Linked DNA regions of Mus musculus: region 1 is linked to region 2. The links are chromatin contacts, called in public Hi-C maps. All regions are on one chromosome and are shown on one strand. The core of a region is the stretch at or near the end of the contact, and the rest is flanking DNA. Distances in the headings are between cores, read along the strand shown.

Region 1 (7,151 bases), core at 57-2,556, 95 kb after region 2:
AGCAGAAGATTTAGACCAGAGACCATTCTGGAGTCACCAGATCAAGGCCGGCTTCTTGGATCCTATGTTGCTGCTACACCCCCCCCCCCGGAAACCCCCCCTCCTCATGACCTGCGGAGAAGGCTGCCAGCAGCTAGGCCTGCGAGGTCACAGGGGAAGTGAAGCCCCTGGGGGGGGGGTGGGATTTAGGCTTTTCCCAGCTTTCTTGGGCCTGTGGTGATGGTGGTGGTGGTGGTTGTACACTCTGGTTCTGTTTGGTGACAGATCACAAGTACAGCTTCACATGATTTCAAAGTCGGCCTGGGATCAGGACAGGTCAGGAGACTATATTCGTGTGGCCAGCCATGGATCTGGGTGTCTGTGGATTGGTGAGGCTCTAAAGATGTGATGGTGGCCAGGTGGGCAAATTCAAGTAGATAACATAGTTTCATTCATTCATTCATTCATTCATCCACTCATTCACTCATTTAGCCTTTTGGTTGATGCAGGGCACACGCTCCACACCAGCCTTTAGCTAGCTACATTGCAAATGTAGAAAGGAGACTGTGGATTAGCTGGGCGATGGCAGTGTGCTCACCTGGCACGCACAAAGCTCTTGGTCTGATCCCCAGCATCCCAGGAACTGAGCATGGTGGTGCGTGCCTGTGGTCCTAGCACTGGGGAGGTAGAAGCAGGAGGATCTGAGCTCCAAGGTCATCCTCAACTACATAGCAAATTCCAGGCTACTTGGACTACCTGAGAGCCTGTCTCAAAAACAAACAAAATATAAATAAACGGGTGGGATGAACTTAAAAGCACATTAAGCCAGGATTTTGCCAATGTAACTACACTGCAGTCTGCTGAGTCTGTGACACCCCTTTGGCCGCTGTGAGCTCCTGCTGTCAGGGTCTGTCCCCCCTGCAGCCCTCTGCAGACACCACACTGGCTCTCAGGGTCATGTGTGGTAGCGCAGATCGGCGGGCAGACGGCCCTGTGATGGCAGCCTGGGGTGGGAGCCTTCTAGGGCTGGGTGACACACCATTGTGTGTTCATTGTGCCCGGCAGCTGATGTGGCTACAGCTGGCTGAGTAGCAGCCACCCCTCCCTCGCCCACCCCGGGCTCAGGAACAAACATCTCTTCTTACAAAAAAATTAAAAAGGAGAAGTGACGAGGTCACGGCCGAGCTTTCCACATGACCTGCCGGGGAACAGAGCCCGTCTTTGTTAATCCAGCCGCCTGTCAGTCGTCTCCCAAGCTGCATAAGCCACTTAGCACAGCCTCACCCCTGACCCGCCCCTCTGTCCCTGCTGGCTTGGCGCTCCAAAGCTCTGCAGCGTTTGGCCTCCTGCCGGCTGCCTCGCAGCTGCTCCCGAGGCCCATGCCTTGCTGACCCACCATATAAGAGGGGGAACCCGGAGGGCTCTCCTGGAGCAGTGATAGATAGATGGATGGTGGATGGATGGATGGATGTCACGACTGGGGACTTCGCTGTCTCCAACATGGCAATAGCAGCCAACAGCCCCCTCAGAGGTTGTGGGATGAAACTGTCCTCAGGGGTCAAGCAGCTAGTGTGTGTGCCCTGAGAGAAAGCTGTGTCACACTGTGAGAGCCATCACCGCTACTGTCTCCCCAGACCCTCGTTCTGACCTGATCTTTGACTCCTCCTTGTTTGCTTTCTTTTCTCCCAGGGTGCCTGGACTCTGTTCGTCTCTCCTGATTGAGAGGTTCAGGTTGTTCAGTTTGGGGGTTCTCCAGTGTAGGAGCCCAGAGAGACTTTCAGAAAGTACAGTTAGACTCAGTGGGGCTGGTCCTGTCTCTTCTCACTCCTCACGATACTTTCTATTCTGCCTTTGGCTCTGCAGGCTGGCCAGGGGGCCGGGAGGCCAGTGGGTAGAAGTCTCCCCAATTCCACCTACTCCCTGTTTGCTTGGTGACAGCAAGGGACCCTCCTTCCAGACCCTGAGGACATGAAGTGTGGTCAGTGTATCCCAGGAGATCTTGTGGATTCCAGTTCACATTGGCCATCTGATCAGGCATAGCTGAACCCTCCAGTCCCCTCGCTGTCTAGGGCAAGGCATCTCTCACATAAGACTCTAAGCCAGTATGCATGCCCAAGGTGCCAGGACTAAAAAGGAAGCAGGTCTTAGACTGTGGGGTCCACAAGTCTGTGAAGCAGTGGGCTCCCTGAAACCAGATCTCACAGTGGCCCCAGGGTCACCTGAACGTACATACAGTCAGCACCTCATCCCAACCTGCTCTATAGGCCTGAGACAAACCCAGGGGTCTCTTACAGGAGGGATGAGGCAAGGTCTGGCCGTTCTGTGGGTAAAGAGATCCCCAGACTCTGCTGCTGCGGCTAGACACTCATGAGAATGTGGTTCTTATCCCAAGTCTGCTACCCTGATGCCCTACTCCCTGCAAAACCCCATCGTCCCTAGTTTGCCCCTGTGCAGACTGAATTCATGGGCTAAGTCCTTCTATGGCCTACATGGAGGCAAGCTTCAGGGTGTCCCTGGGGCTGTGTGACCCTCCTGGGGCTCACTGACTATGGTGTGTAGCCTCCTACAAAGCCTGAGGCACCTTGCCTAATCCTTAGCCCACTGGTTGGGCAGGACTGCTACTGACCAGAGACCACCCTGGTGGAAATCCCAGCTTGGCCTGCACCACTGGGTGGCAGCCAGGCCTCCTCGGCCTTCTCCCTCCTGGACAACGGGCCCTTTCATGTCGCTTGCCCCAGGAAGCCAGCAGAGTCATTCTGCCCCCACCTCACTTCCTCTTCCTGCACCCTGCCCTTTTCCAAGAGGTCTTCCTGCCCTTCTGGTCACTCAGGGACAGCTGGAGGAGGGACATCAGGCAGAGGACACAGGGAAGCAAGGATTCTGGGGCCAGCTGAGGGCTGCACCATCAGGCCATGTTGGTGGGATGCAACCCCACAGGGCAGTGTCTGAAAGCATCTGGGTAACTCTCAAGACCAAGGCCTGGCTTCTGACTTCCTCCAGTCCAAGTTGAGCTGTCACTATGCAGCTGGAGCCTGCAGGACCCTTAGTCACACATACCTGGGGGACAGAGAGCCTAAGGGACCCAAGCTATAGGAGGAGGATCTAAGATGTAATACTGTGCTGGTCTCAGCACTCTCGCTCTCTCTGCCTCTGCCTCTGCCTCTGCCTCTGTCTCTGCCTCTGCCTCTGTCTGTGTGTTTCTTTCTCTGTCTGTCTCTCTCTGTCTCTGTGTGTTTATAAGAGAGACAGAGACACTTGCAGCTTGCCACACTCCCACACATGCACACACACATGAGGTCCATGTGGTGTCAACATGAGCCCCTTCCTTCTCTAGTCCCCTAGCTAACATTGCCTCTAGGGCTCTTCAGCCACCAGAGAGCTTGCTGGCCATCTGTCCCACCCTCAGCTTCCGGCTGGCACTCGCTCCTGCCTGTATCTCCTCTTACCTCCCAGGCAGCTCCCTTGAGGGCCAGCCCATCTCTATCTTCTGGGGCATCTGCAAGAGACTCAGCTGCCTGGGGACCCGTTCTTCCTGGCTCCAGAGTTCCCTATCTTGATTAAGCCACAAACTGTCTCAGCCCTTGCATCTGCTGTTGCTGATGAAGGAAGACACTTAGGGAGGGACAGGATACCAGCCACATGCCCAAGGCAAAGCAGGGCCCAGGCTAAGATCCTTATTTGGTATAGTCATGCCCAGGAGGGCCTGGCCGTGCCCACAGTGGACACTAGGTGTCAAAGTGCTGGTGACCAGCCTCTGGCTTACGGCTTTTGCTGGAGGGCGCTCTAGGCAGCCTCTGTGGGAGGAACTCTGACCATGGCAAAGGAGACAGACGGCTGAACGAGGGGTGGGAATCCATTTTTAACATGTTAAGCCCTCCCCCATTGTCATCTTAGTATTAGATATTGAACCCCAAATGCAAACACTCTACCACTGAGCCACACCCCAGCCCTCTTTTTTTTTTAAATAAATCAGATTTATTTATTTATTATATGTAAATACACTGTAGCTGTCTTCAGACACACCAGAAGAGGGAGTCAGATCTTGTTACGGATGGTTGTGAGCCACCATGTGGTTGCTGGGATTTGAACTCTGGACCTTTGGAAGAGCAGTCGGGTGCTCTTACCCACTGAGCCATCTCACCAGCCCCCCTCTTTTTTTTTAATTTTCATTTTGAGACAGGGTCTCATTAAATTTTTGAGGCAGACCTCGGGTATTTCTCTCTGCCTGTCTGCCCCCCCGCCCCCCAATCTCAGAGAGTAAGCCTGCAACCAGTGCCAGCTTCTCCAGTACTGAATTGGCTACACTTACCTTAAAAAGATTTGTGACTTTTTTGGGGGCTGGGTTGGGGTTTTACTCAGAGTTGGAGCTTGAACCCAGGGCCTCATCCCTGTTCTACAAGAGTTGGCTCTCCGGGCTCTGTCCCTTGTCTATGCTTCTGAAATGGAGCTAAGCACCTGAGCTGCAAATGTCCTTTCCATGGCCGTGTGAGGAAGCCCCCACACTCTCAGAGCGGAGCTGCTGGCCAGTGCTGGCCACAGGGTCAGGACAGAGGGCTGTTTGAGAGGATGCCTGGAGGGAAGAGTGGTGACTGATCACAGGGCCAGGACATACCCCAGGACAGGGCGGGGACAGGTGTGCAAGCCGGGTGGAAGAAAGCAGGAGGCAGGGTCCAGCCTGAGAGGCAGCTGCAGAAGGACAAGCCAGTGCACAGAGCCACGCAGGGTCCCTGCTGCAGGGACTGTGATAGCTTTTGACCTGACCGTTCTCCACAGGGCAAAGGGACCGATTAGAGATGTTATAGTGACTCTTGTCTCTCAAGCAGTGTGGCCAGGAGGCAGCTGACCTGGGCCACCTTATGTTTCCTCAAGGCACGATCCATCTGCCGACACATCCCTTGTCTATGAGTCCAGCTGGTCACCTGCATGGGGGCTCACCACAGAGCTGTTTTGTCCGAGTGGAACCTTCTAGGTCTCTGTCTACTTACACACATAACAGCTGCCCCAAGGTCACAGGGCCAGCGAGCCATCAACCCCTCCAAGGACAAGCAGTTGTTGATGGCTCTTTGAGCCAGGTTCAGGGATAATCTCTCTCTGGATGCTGAGCTGAGCTGGCTAACTGGGGTCAGGAAGAAAGGACTGCTTGTAATCAGGAGGCCAGCAGGGAGCAGCAGAGTCAAGCTGGGTCCCTTCCATAGGTCAGCAGGTGTCCTCCAGGGAGGCTTTCTGCCTCTGAGGCCATAGATATTAGTCAGCAAGCTTAGCAGATTTTGAGAGTTAAGACCACTGAGGTAAATCCCACGCCACTCCCATGGGGCTGCACAGGGTCCACCCAAAGAGAGCCAGGTGGGTTCCTGCATGTCATAGGCAGAGCTAGCCGACCTGGTACAGTCTTGTGCCTGCATGTATGCCTGTGCGCCAGAAGAGGGTGCCAGATCCCATTACAGATGGTTGTGAGCCACCATGTGGTTGCTGGGAATTGAATTTAGGACTTCTGGAAGAGCAGCCAGTGCTCTTAATCGCTGAGCCATTTCTCTAGCAACCCACCTCCCCATGTTTTTTTATTTAATGTTTTTATCATGTTTTGCATTTTATTATTTTTGTATATTATTATTATTATTATTGCTATTGTACTTTATTTTTATATACCTATATACATGAGCACAGGTGCCCACAGAGGCCAGAAGCAGGTGCCAGACCCCCGTGGGGTCGAGTCACAGGTGGTTTAGAGCCACCCACCATAGAGCGGGCAAGTGAACTCAGATCCTTTGCAAAAGTAGCTCTGGGGTTGTGTCGTCATCACCATCATCTTCATCACCTTCGTCGTCATTGTCTTCAGCTCTTAGTTTCTGATTTGCTGGGACCTGCAGGGGTACACACCCAACCTGGGCACAGAGCAGAGTCCCTGTGGTGTGCAGAGTGGGCACAATCCCTATGAAGTCAGGCTCCCCTGGGCATGACAGGACCGATACTCACGGGCCTGGGGACAGCTGGGGTGGTTCTGTTTGGTCAGCTTCCTAACCACCCTGTTACCTCTAACATCAGCATTGGATTCATCCAGGCCTGGCTCCTTAGCCTGCCTGCCTCACCAATATCCCTTCTAATAAATAGGCGATTGCTGCTAGAACCGTCCCTAGTCTTCCAGCCTTACAAATGACTAGGGAGGTTCCAGAAAACTGTGAAAAGAAGACGGAAAGGAAGAACTGCATTGACAGAAGTCTGACAATGACCAGAGCAGGCAGGGGTCCGGCGGTGTTGGGTTGGGGATCAGAGAGCCATAGACACAGGCACAGCTATTTAATTAATTAACTAATTAACTAACTAATTAATTCATACTACTACTATGGAAGGCAAGAGTGAGAGCCAGGGACCCAGTTGCCAGGCCGCACATTGGCCAAGGCTGGAGGCTGGCTGTATTCTAGCTTAGCTTCCTCTCTTACGCAGTGACTCTTATCAGGAACTTTCTGTAACAACTAGTACTATACTACCCTACCCAGGCCACTGTGTCCTGGTATTGTCATTGCCTTGGAAACAGTGACCCATCCTCTGGGGAAAGAGTGAGGGACATTGGGAGAAGATCATATCAAGGTCACCAACCCTACTTTCTCAGCCACAGAGGGCTGCTTTCAAAGAGAAGCAACGCAGAACTAGAAAGCAGCGCCTGTCCTTGCCTGGACCTGACTTATAAACTGCTCAGCGTGCTGAGGGCATTCAGGAGTAGGATGGCCACGCCCAGTGGCGGTGAGATGCCGCAGCCTTATACGCTATGAGACCATTGGGTCTGAGGTCACTGAAGGTCAACTCATCCTACAAGCTGAGCTGATGGCTAAGGTGACCCAGTTCTTAGGAGGCACGGCCAGGGTGTGGTAGAAGAGGCCACTGAGTGACTCAGCAGATAAAGGTGCTTTGGGGACAAGCTCGGTGACCTGCGCTCCATGTGAAGACAGAAGGATCTGTGAAGTTGTCCTCTGGCCTTCACGTGCACACCATGGCGTATGTTTTCCCCGCCCTTCATACTATGGATATGAACATGTCCCAGTGTCCCTCATCCTTTCCCGTTCCCTCCTCCCCCAAGGATGGGTCACAGTTTCCAAGCTAATGACAATACCAGGACACAGTGGCCCGGGTAGGGTGGCATAGTACAAGTCGTTACAGAAGGTTCCAGATAAGAGTCA
Region 2 (7,364 bases), core at 3,480-5,979:
GGTCAGGGTACATATCACAGCAATAGAAGACGAACTAGAATGTTCCCTCTCACCCTGCACACACACACCTACACACTGTGTATGTGCGTGTGTACATATATGTGATTATATATGTATATATAATATGTATACAGGTATATATGTATACACATATACATACACACATGCATACATACATATATATGATTATATTATATAACATGTATACATATATGTATCACATTTATGCATATATATATGTACATATACACATATGATTATATATGTATGTATATTATATACACATATATGATTATATATGTACATAATGCACACACACACACAGACACACACATATATGTATATACAAGTCCCTCCTTCTGGGGACAGTTCTAAGGCAACACTTCCATGCTAATGGTGTGACTGGCTCAGAAGGCCCAGGCCAGCCACTGGGGGATTGGCTTGTTTGTTTTTTTGTTTTGCTTTTAATTGTTCATAGTAACATTCTTTCCCTCTGAGAAGGAGGTATAGTTTGGCCAGTGTCCTGCTCAGTTTGAAGCTCTTTCTGTGGAAATTTGTAGTGTTTCCTGTATTCAGATGGAAAGGAAGGGGACAGGAGAGGGAGGGAAGGGAAGGGGAGGGGAGGGGAGGGAAGAGGGAGGAGTGAGAAAAAGAAAGGCAGCCAAAGATCAAGTCTTCCCTTTGAGTCCCCAGGTACCTGGAGGGCAAACCCAGAGCCCTACTGCTTCTGTAGCTGTAGATGGACAGCCTACCAGTAACTGGGTTCTGGGATGGATGCCACAGAGGAGCATGCACAGGAAGAAGGATGTGCAAAAGGCCCAGGGAGAAAGATGTCAAAACTGGATGGTGGGAAAAGCTGGGCCCCTTGGAGGTGTTTCAGTTTGACTTCAGGTTCGAGGGAAGAATGAAGGATGGAACAGCCAAAGACGGCAGTGGGGGAGGGTAACGCTGGTGGATGGGTTCTTTTTTGAATTATCTTTACTCTTTGAAAAATTCTGAGCCTCTATAACATTTTTGGTCTTACCTGATCCCTGCTGTGTTCTCACTTTTTGAGACAGTTTTCACGAAGCAGCCCAGGCTGGTCTTGAACTTCCCGTGCATCTCCAGGGTGCTGGAATAATGGAAAGCACCATCCTGCCAGATGGTCTGATGATTCTACAACAGAAGGCACCAAGAGGTTTGGAGTCCTGCGTCCCTGGTCCCAACATTGATTGGGCCCTGTAAAAACTAGGACAGCACAAGGCAGGCGAGCTGGGGCTCGGCCTCTTGGGAGAAGCAGCTGGAAAGCAGACACAGTTCCCCGTGTGGTGCTGAGACCTGGAGACAGCTGGGGGTGGGGGTGGGGGTGGGGGGCGGTTTGGGAGATGCCCCCACAGGCAGCTGCAAATGTGGGCTGCGACCAGATCCTCTGTCCTTCTGTGTTATGTTCTCCATGGAACCTGTAGGCTGTGCTTTCTCTGCCCTGAGCCAGGGCTGCTGGGAGATGCAAGGTTATTCAGGCCTTGGAAAGTAACAGGCAGGGAAGGGGCGTGGCCCCTCCCTCCACAGCTGCAGGCAGGGGATGGATGGTTCTGCTGGGTACCCTGAATCCAGATGCAGGCACTCTTGACAGGCACAGGTGGATAGGGCTGTCCAGTTGGAGCTTTCTTTGTACATCTGAGCAGCCAGGTTTGGTGCTGGAACGACTTGGGAACATAGAGTAAAAACTAAGGTGCCTGGGTGTTTTGAACATCTGGCACCACACAGTTAGCTCTGTGTCCAGACCAGAGACTGTGAGAGTTTCGGTTTCCTTAGGTCTGTGGTTGGGAACACACAAAGAAGACAGATGAGATTCTGAGGCAGTTCCTGCTTCACACTGGATTTAGAGTGAACCTCCTGTCAGCTTATTAAGGAGCCTAGGGGTGGGTTTCCTCACTCAGCCTGCTCCTGGGGGCTGCTTTCTCCTTACTCTGAACCTCAGACCCTTCGTGGGGAAAGCTGGGGCACAATGCCACAAGCCATGTGTTTTGCAGGGAGGCAGGCGTTGGTCCCAGAGGGACCAGCCATGCATTCAGCATTACTCAGCCTGTAGTGAGATGGAGCCTGAATCCCTCAGCTCTTTCCTCTTAGACAGGGTCTCACTGTGTAGCCCAGGCTAGCCTTGAACTTGAGATCCTCTCGCCTCAGTCTCTGGAGATCCTGCACTGTCAGGATGGCCTCCGTTCTGCTTCTCTCAGCCCTAAAGAATGTACCCTTTTGTTAGCTCCGCTTTCCTGATGAAAAGAAAGGGGCCCAGAGAGCTCAGAAGCACCCCACCGCCCTCTTCCCCCACCCCTCAGGTCACAGAGCTAGCTAGTCAATGTTGCTATGATGTCAGTCTGGTATGTCTGGCTGTGCTGTGGCTCTGCCACCATGTCACCCACCCCCATATGACTCAGCAGCGTCACCTGTCTTCTTCCTCCTCTGATTTGTGCCAGGGGATTTCCTGAGTCATTCAGCCGCTGAGAGAAACACAACCCACTCCTCCCGCCCACTTCACACACAGAGGCACACACACAAATATGTGCATACATGCACATACATTCACGTGCCTGCAGAGTACACACACACACACATGCCTGCCTGTAAACACAAATACATGTCTGTATAACACATAAACACATGTGTGCACCATACATATATGGATGTCTGGAGTTGCATATTCAAATACATATGCATGTGTATGTATCTATGCATTAGTACACACAAACAAATGTAAAACACGCATGTATGCCTACACTTGTTTACACAAACACCAGTACATACATGTGTATATACACAGCACATGTATGTATGTATCAACACACACACTTGCTAACATGCACATACATAGTCTCCTGTCATATCAGCCTCCTGTGCCAGGCATCTCTTGCTTTCATTTGGACTACCATGGAGGAAGCTTGTGCCCATTGCACATAGCAGGAGACTGAGGTTTGTAGAGTTATGAGGTCTGCCTCTGCCTTAGGTACACACAGCTGGCAGGATGGGGTTTAGGGCTTTGGACTTAGGTATGAAGCCAGTCTTGGCTATGCTGTGTGCAGGATGGACTTAGGAGGATTGGCTCTTGGGAGACAAAAGGGTGCAGGAGGCAGAAGAGGGCAAAGGAAATAAGAAAGAAAATGGACGATGAACAGACATGGAGGGAAAACGGCAGCCCCAGCTGAGATCCTAAGGCTGAGAGAGACTTAAGGGCTCTGAAGATGGGCAGCTGGGCCAGGCTGAGGGAGACCTGGGTGAGCTTAGGTAGGAACAGCTTTCCCAGGCTCCTTCCTATGGAGTGAGACACCCAGGCCCTTCCTGAGTAAGAACAGACAGGGTCCTTTCATCAGCCTCTCCTCTAACAAGGTATGAACCACGCCAGCAGCCAGGGGATGCCTCCCCGCCCTGGTCTGCGAGACAATTTGCTGAGCCAGCACTTTTTTGGGCCAGGGAAGGGACAGAGTCCCATCCTCTGCCATGTTGACACCCCACCCCAGTTGATTCTGGAGCTCTGGAATGTTAGGGATTCCCAAGAGGCCCTTCCTCCTGCTCATTTGGAGGGGGGGGGGAGCAGCCTTATTTACATGTCAGCTCACCAAGTGGTGGCAGTGGTGGTGGTGGGGCTCCTGCCTTTGGGGTTCAGGCACCATCTCCAGCTGGCAGGGTAGACAGCTGGAAGCTTCTGGAAAGTAACTGCTCACAGTTTTGAAGCTTTGAGGGCTCCTTTTACAGATGGGAGACGATTGCTTAGTGACCCAGCCTGAGCCAAAGGGCACCATCTGTGTGTGTGTGTGTCATACATGTGTGTGCCTGTGTGCCTAGGAGGCGCCAAGGACAGTCTCCAGCAGCTTCTGGGTGACAGGGGCCAGATGTCTGCCTGGGGAGGCCACATACTCCTAGCAGAACCCTGCTGCCTGGGTCTGAATCCTGCCTGGCCTCTTGAGTCATAAAATGAGGGGCATCCCACACTTGCTTCTTGTGGGGAAGTAACTAAGAGGCATGTAACAGCTCTGAACTTGGCCTGCAAAGGGTTTGTCTCTGCATTAAATAACTACAATGTATCTGCATACAATACACTAAGTCCTGGATATCTGTGGTCTCAGCAGGAACACTTTAACAAGAAGGAAAAGGGCACAGAGAGGTTGAGTCCTTAGTCCCAGGACACACAGTACCCTTCTTACCTCTACCCCTAGGGTGATCTGGTGGGCCCTGTCCAGTCAGAGGGAGGGGGAGAGGGGAGATAGGCTGGGAGGACTTTGTCTCCAGGGTGATGCAGGAGACAACTCCTCTTTCCTCTGTCTTCAAAACTAGGGCACTGGGCTTAGAAAGGTGACCCCCAACCCTGGGCTGCTGAAGGGCCAGGACCTCCCCAGATCTTGGAGGGGGGTTACCCTTCCCAAGCCTCCCTAGACACCCATCGTCCTCACCTGGCACTAGCGCGTCCGGCTTGACCTTTTCTTAAAGATCAGCGGCAGCGGCTGATGGGTTTCGTGGGTCCCAAAGGAGACCCTTCAGACAGCCCGAGCCACGGGCTGCAGAGCCCCTAATTGGAGCAATGAATCACCGCGGGCTCCTGCTGGACACAGAATAGACAGAGGAGCTGGGGCCTATTGTGCCATAGTTTGGGACACAGGGGGGTGAGGGGGTAGGAGAGGGTGGGGAGAGAGGAGGAGGGGGTGGAGGAGGGGGTTGGGGAAGAGAAGAGGTCAGGGGAGGAGGAATCGAGAGGAGAGGATGAGTCAGAGGAGGAGGGGCGGAGAGAGGTAAGAAGAGGAGGAGGATTAGAAGGAGGAGGAGGAGGTAGGGGAGGAGAGGAGGGAGAGGAGGATTAGGAGAAGGAGGAGTCCGAGTCAGGGGAGGAGGAGCCTGGGAAGAGGCGGGCAGCAGGGCGGCGCGAGGGAAGGCTTCTCCGCCTCCGCCTCCCTCCCGCGCCCTCCGCCCCGCGCCGCCCCGCCTCCCTCCTCCCCAATTAAATGACCCGACGCTCGGGCCGGCGCCGGAGCTCGCACATGCGGCCGCCGCAGCCGCCCGGGGCCCGTCGCCACCGTCGCCACCGCCGCGTTCCGGGCGCGCTCTCCGGCGCCGCCTGGGCCCGCGCCGCCACCCGCCGGGACTCGGCAGCCCCGGGCACCGCCGCGGAGACCCTCGGTGCGCCCCGGGCCGCGTGCGCGCCGCCGCGCGCCAAACTTTGCGAGTTGGGCGCGGGGCCTCGGTGCGCGCGGCCCGAGCAGCGGCAGCCGCGGGGCGCGCGGAGGCGGACGCGGCGGCCGGGCCATGAGCGGCCGGGCGGCGCCGCTCTCCCGTAAGCAGCGGCTCATGGCAGCGGCGGGCGCGGCCCTGTCGTGCTTCATCTGCGGCGGCGGCATCGCGCGCGGCAAGGAGCTGAAGCTGCCGGTGAGGCCGGCGGGCCCCGCGCAGCCCTTCTTCCCGTTCCTGCAGCAGCAGGAGCCGGCGCCCGGCGCGCGCGGGCTGAGCGCGACCGATGGCTGCGTGCTGGTGTGCGCCGTGTGCCGCTGCTTCCTGGCCGAGCAGTGGGCCGCCTTCGAGCGCGCGCGCACGCCCGTGGACAAGCGCGTGTACTGGCTCAAGAGGCCGCATCAGTGCGACGCGAGCGCGGCTGGCCGGCGCGGGGCCCGCGAGTGGAACACCGAGGACGCGCGCGACTCGGAGCTGTCGGAGCTGTCGGACGCCGACGCGCTGCCCGAACCGGAGCCCGAGCCCGAGCCCGAGCCCGAGCCGGAGCCGGAGCCTGAGCCCGAGGATGCGCACGACTCCAGCAAGTCCGGAGCCCGGCGCCGGCGCACGGGGCCAGGGGCGCACTGGGCTCCGGAGCCGCGAGCCAGCGTGCTGAGGGGCATCCAGGAACCCTGGCCCGGCCCCGCTGCGCCCGACGGCACGGACGGCGCCGCCTCCAGCCGGCCCGCGGCGCCCCCAGAGCGCAGTAGCACCCCCGAGGGCAACGACGTCGCCGGGAGCCTCGGGGACGAAGGGCTGGAGCGGCCTCCCCGGATACCCGCGGACAGCCAGGCCCGCTGTTGCTACGTCTGTGGCTCGGCGCTGTCACCGGCCTCGCAGCAGCAGATCCACGTGCAGAAGCAGGAGACTCCCGCCCAGGCGCCCTTCTTCCCCTTCCTGTGGCTACATAGCCCCCCGCCCGGCGCCCAGCCCATCACTGAGGCGGGCAGCACCCTCGTGTGTCCCTGCTGCTTCTCGTCCCTCACACACCAGTGGCAGAGCTTTGAGCTAGCCAACGTGCCGGTCTTGCAGCGGCTCTACGTGGTGCCCCTGAACAGCCACGCCCCCGGCATGGCCTCCAAGGCCCGGAGACTCCCTAGGGAAGAGGTTCCCGCCCCCACCGCGGGGCTACTGCGGGAAGCCTGCTACCTCTGTGGGGAGGACTGTACACGGGATGCCCGGGCTGTGCCCTCCCGCCTTGTCAACGGCAACTCTGGGGGCTCCATGCACTTCCCCTTCCTTAGCCTCCTGCCCTGCCCACCCAACGCTCGGCCCCCCAACAAGCGCTGCGAGGTTCGCAGCTGCCCCAAGTGCTTCAGCGTCTTGGAGGACGTCTGGGCCCTGTACCGGGCATCGCACAACCGTGAGCTCATCAGCTCTGTGCAAGGCTTCCTGGGCAGGTACCACCAAGCCTTCTCTGCCTCGGACCCTACCCTGAGCGAACTGCCCGCTTCTGCGCAGGGAGGCCCGCCTGCGGTCTGCTACATCTGCGGGGCTGAGCTGGGGCCGGGCAAGGAGTTCCAACTCAGCATGAACCCCGCCAGCCACCTGGGCGAGAAGGAACCCTTTTTTCCCTTCCTCACCGTCTATCCGCCCGCCCCACGGGCCAGGCCTGCAGACTCCACGGGCCTGGTGGCAACCTGTGTGCTCTGCTATCATGACCTGCTGGGTCAGTGGCTGCAGCACGAAGCCAGAGCCGCTCACCAGCCGGTCAGCGCCTGGTCGAGGCAGTACCAAGTGGACACATTCGTGTGCTTCTTCTGTCAGCAAGAGAAGAAACGGTGTCTGGGGCTGAAGTCAGTGAGAGTGGCCAGGCTCCCCTTGTTCCTGTATACCCTGAGAGCCAGCCACAGCCTGTTGGTGGATGATGGCCGGCAGCTGATCATCGGTGCCTGTGTGGAATGCGGGACCCTGGTTTGTGCAGGCCAAGGGGTTGCCAGCCAGGGACCCATTGGCTGGAGCTCCCCAACGGCAGGAGTAACAAAGGTAAGTAGTGGCTTTCATCTCCTGGAGCATCAGTGTTGTCAAAAGAGAGATGTCTTCTGTTCCTCGGTGGTGGTATTGGTTCAGCATGGTCTGTCCCAGCAGGAGGCGTTTTCTTTGGTTTGTGAGCTTGGCTGACCTTGGAGGCA

The links. Hi-C and Micro-C count contacts between places; a contact is called where the count stands out from the background.
Region 1: a contact with region 2 is called in a Hi-C map of the N1E-115 cell line, with 3 times the contacts expected there. The contact joins the enhancer-like site here to the promoter of A330074K22Rik in region 2. A contact is called at or near these places in 5 of 484 Hi-C or Micro-C datasets (the G1E-ER4 cell line, the N1E-115 cell line, cardiomyocytes and 2 more), 3 of 115 datasets of contacts at active chromatin or transcription factors (embryonic midbrain, embryonic stem cells and pancreatic cancer cells) and 1 of 9 other capture datasets (adipose tissue).

Annotation. Positions count from the first base shown.
Region 1 is chr8:120,322,060-120,329,210 of GRCm38.p6, forward strand. Gm32968 (a long non-coding RNA gene) reads left to right here and starts at 5,618. Exons shown (of 3, transcript XR_388103.3): 1 at 5,618-7,151. It also overlaps a transcript of Gse1 not described here. Within about 2 kb of position 1,307, at least 127 of the 459 cell types and tissues checked have an H3K27ac peak or open chromatin away from gene starts, as enhancers often do. A contact at or near this core is called in the G1E-ER4 cell line, the N1E-115 cell line, adipose tissue and 2 more, where this site is marked.
Region 2 is chr8:120,223,501-120,230,864 of GRCm38.p6, forward strand. A330074K22Rik (RIKEN cDNA A330074K22 gene) reads right to left here and starts at 4,730. Exons shown (of 3, transcript NR_110496.1): 1 at 4,425-4,730; 2 at 1,025-1,155. It also overlaps a transcript of Gse1 not described here.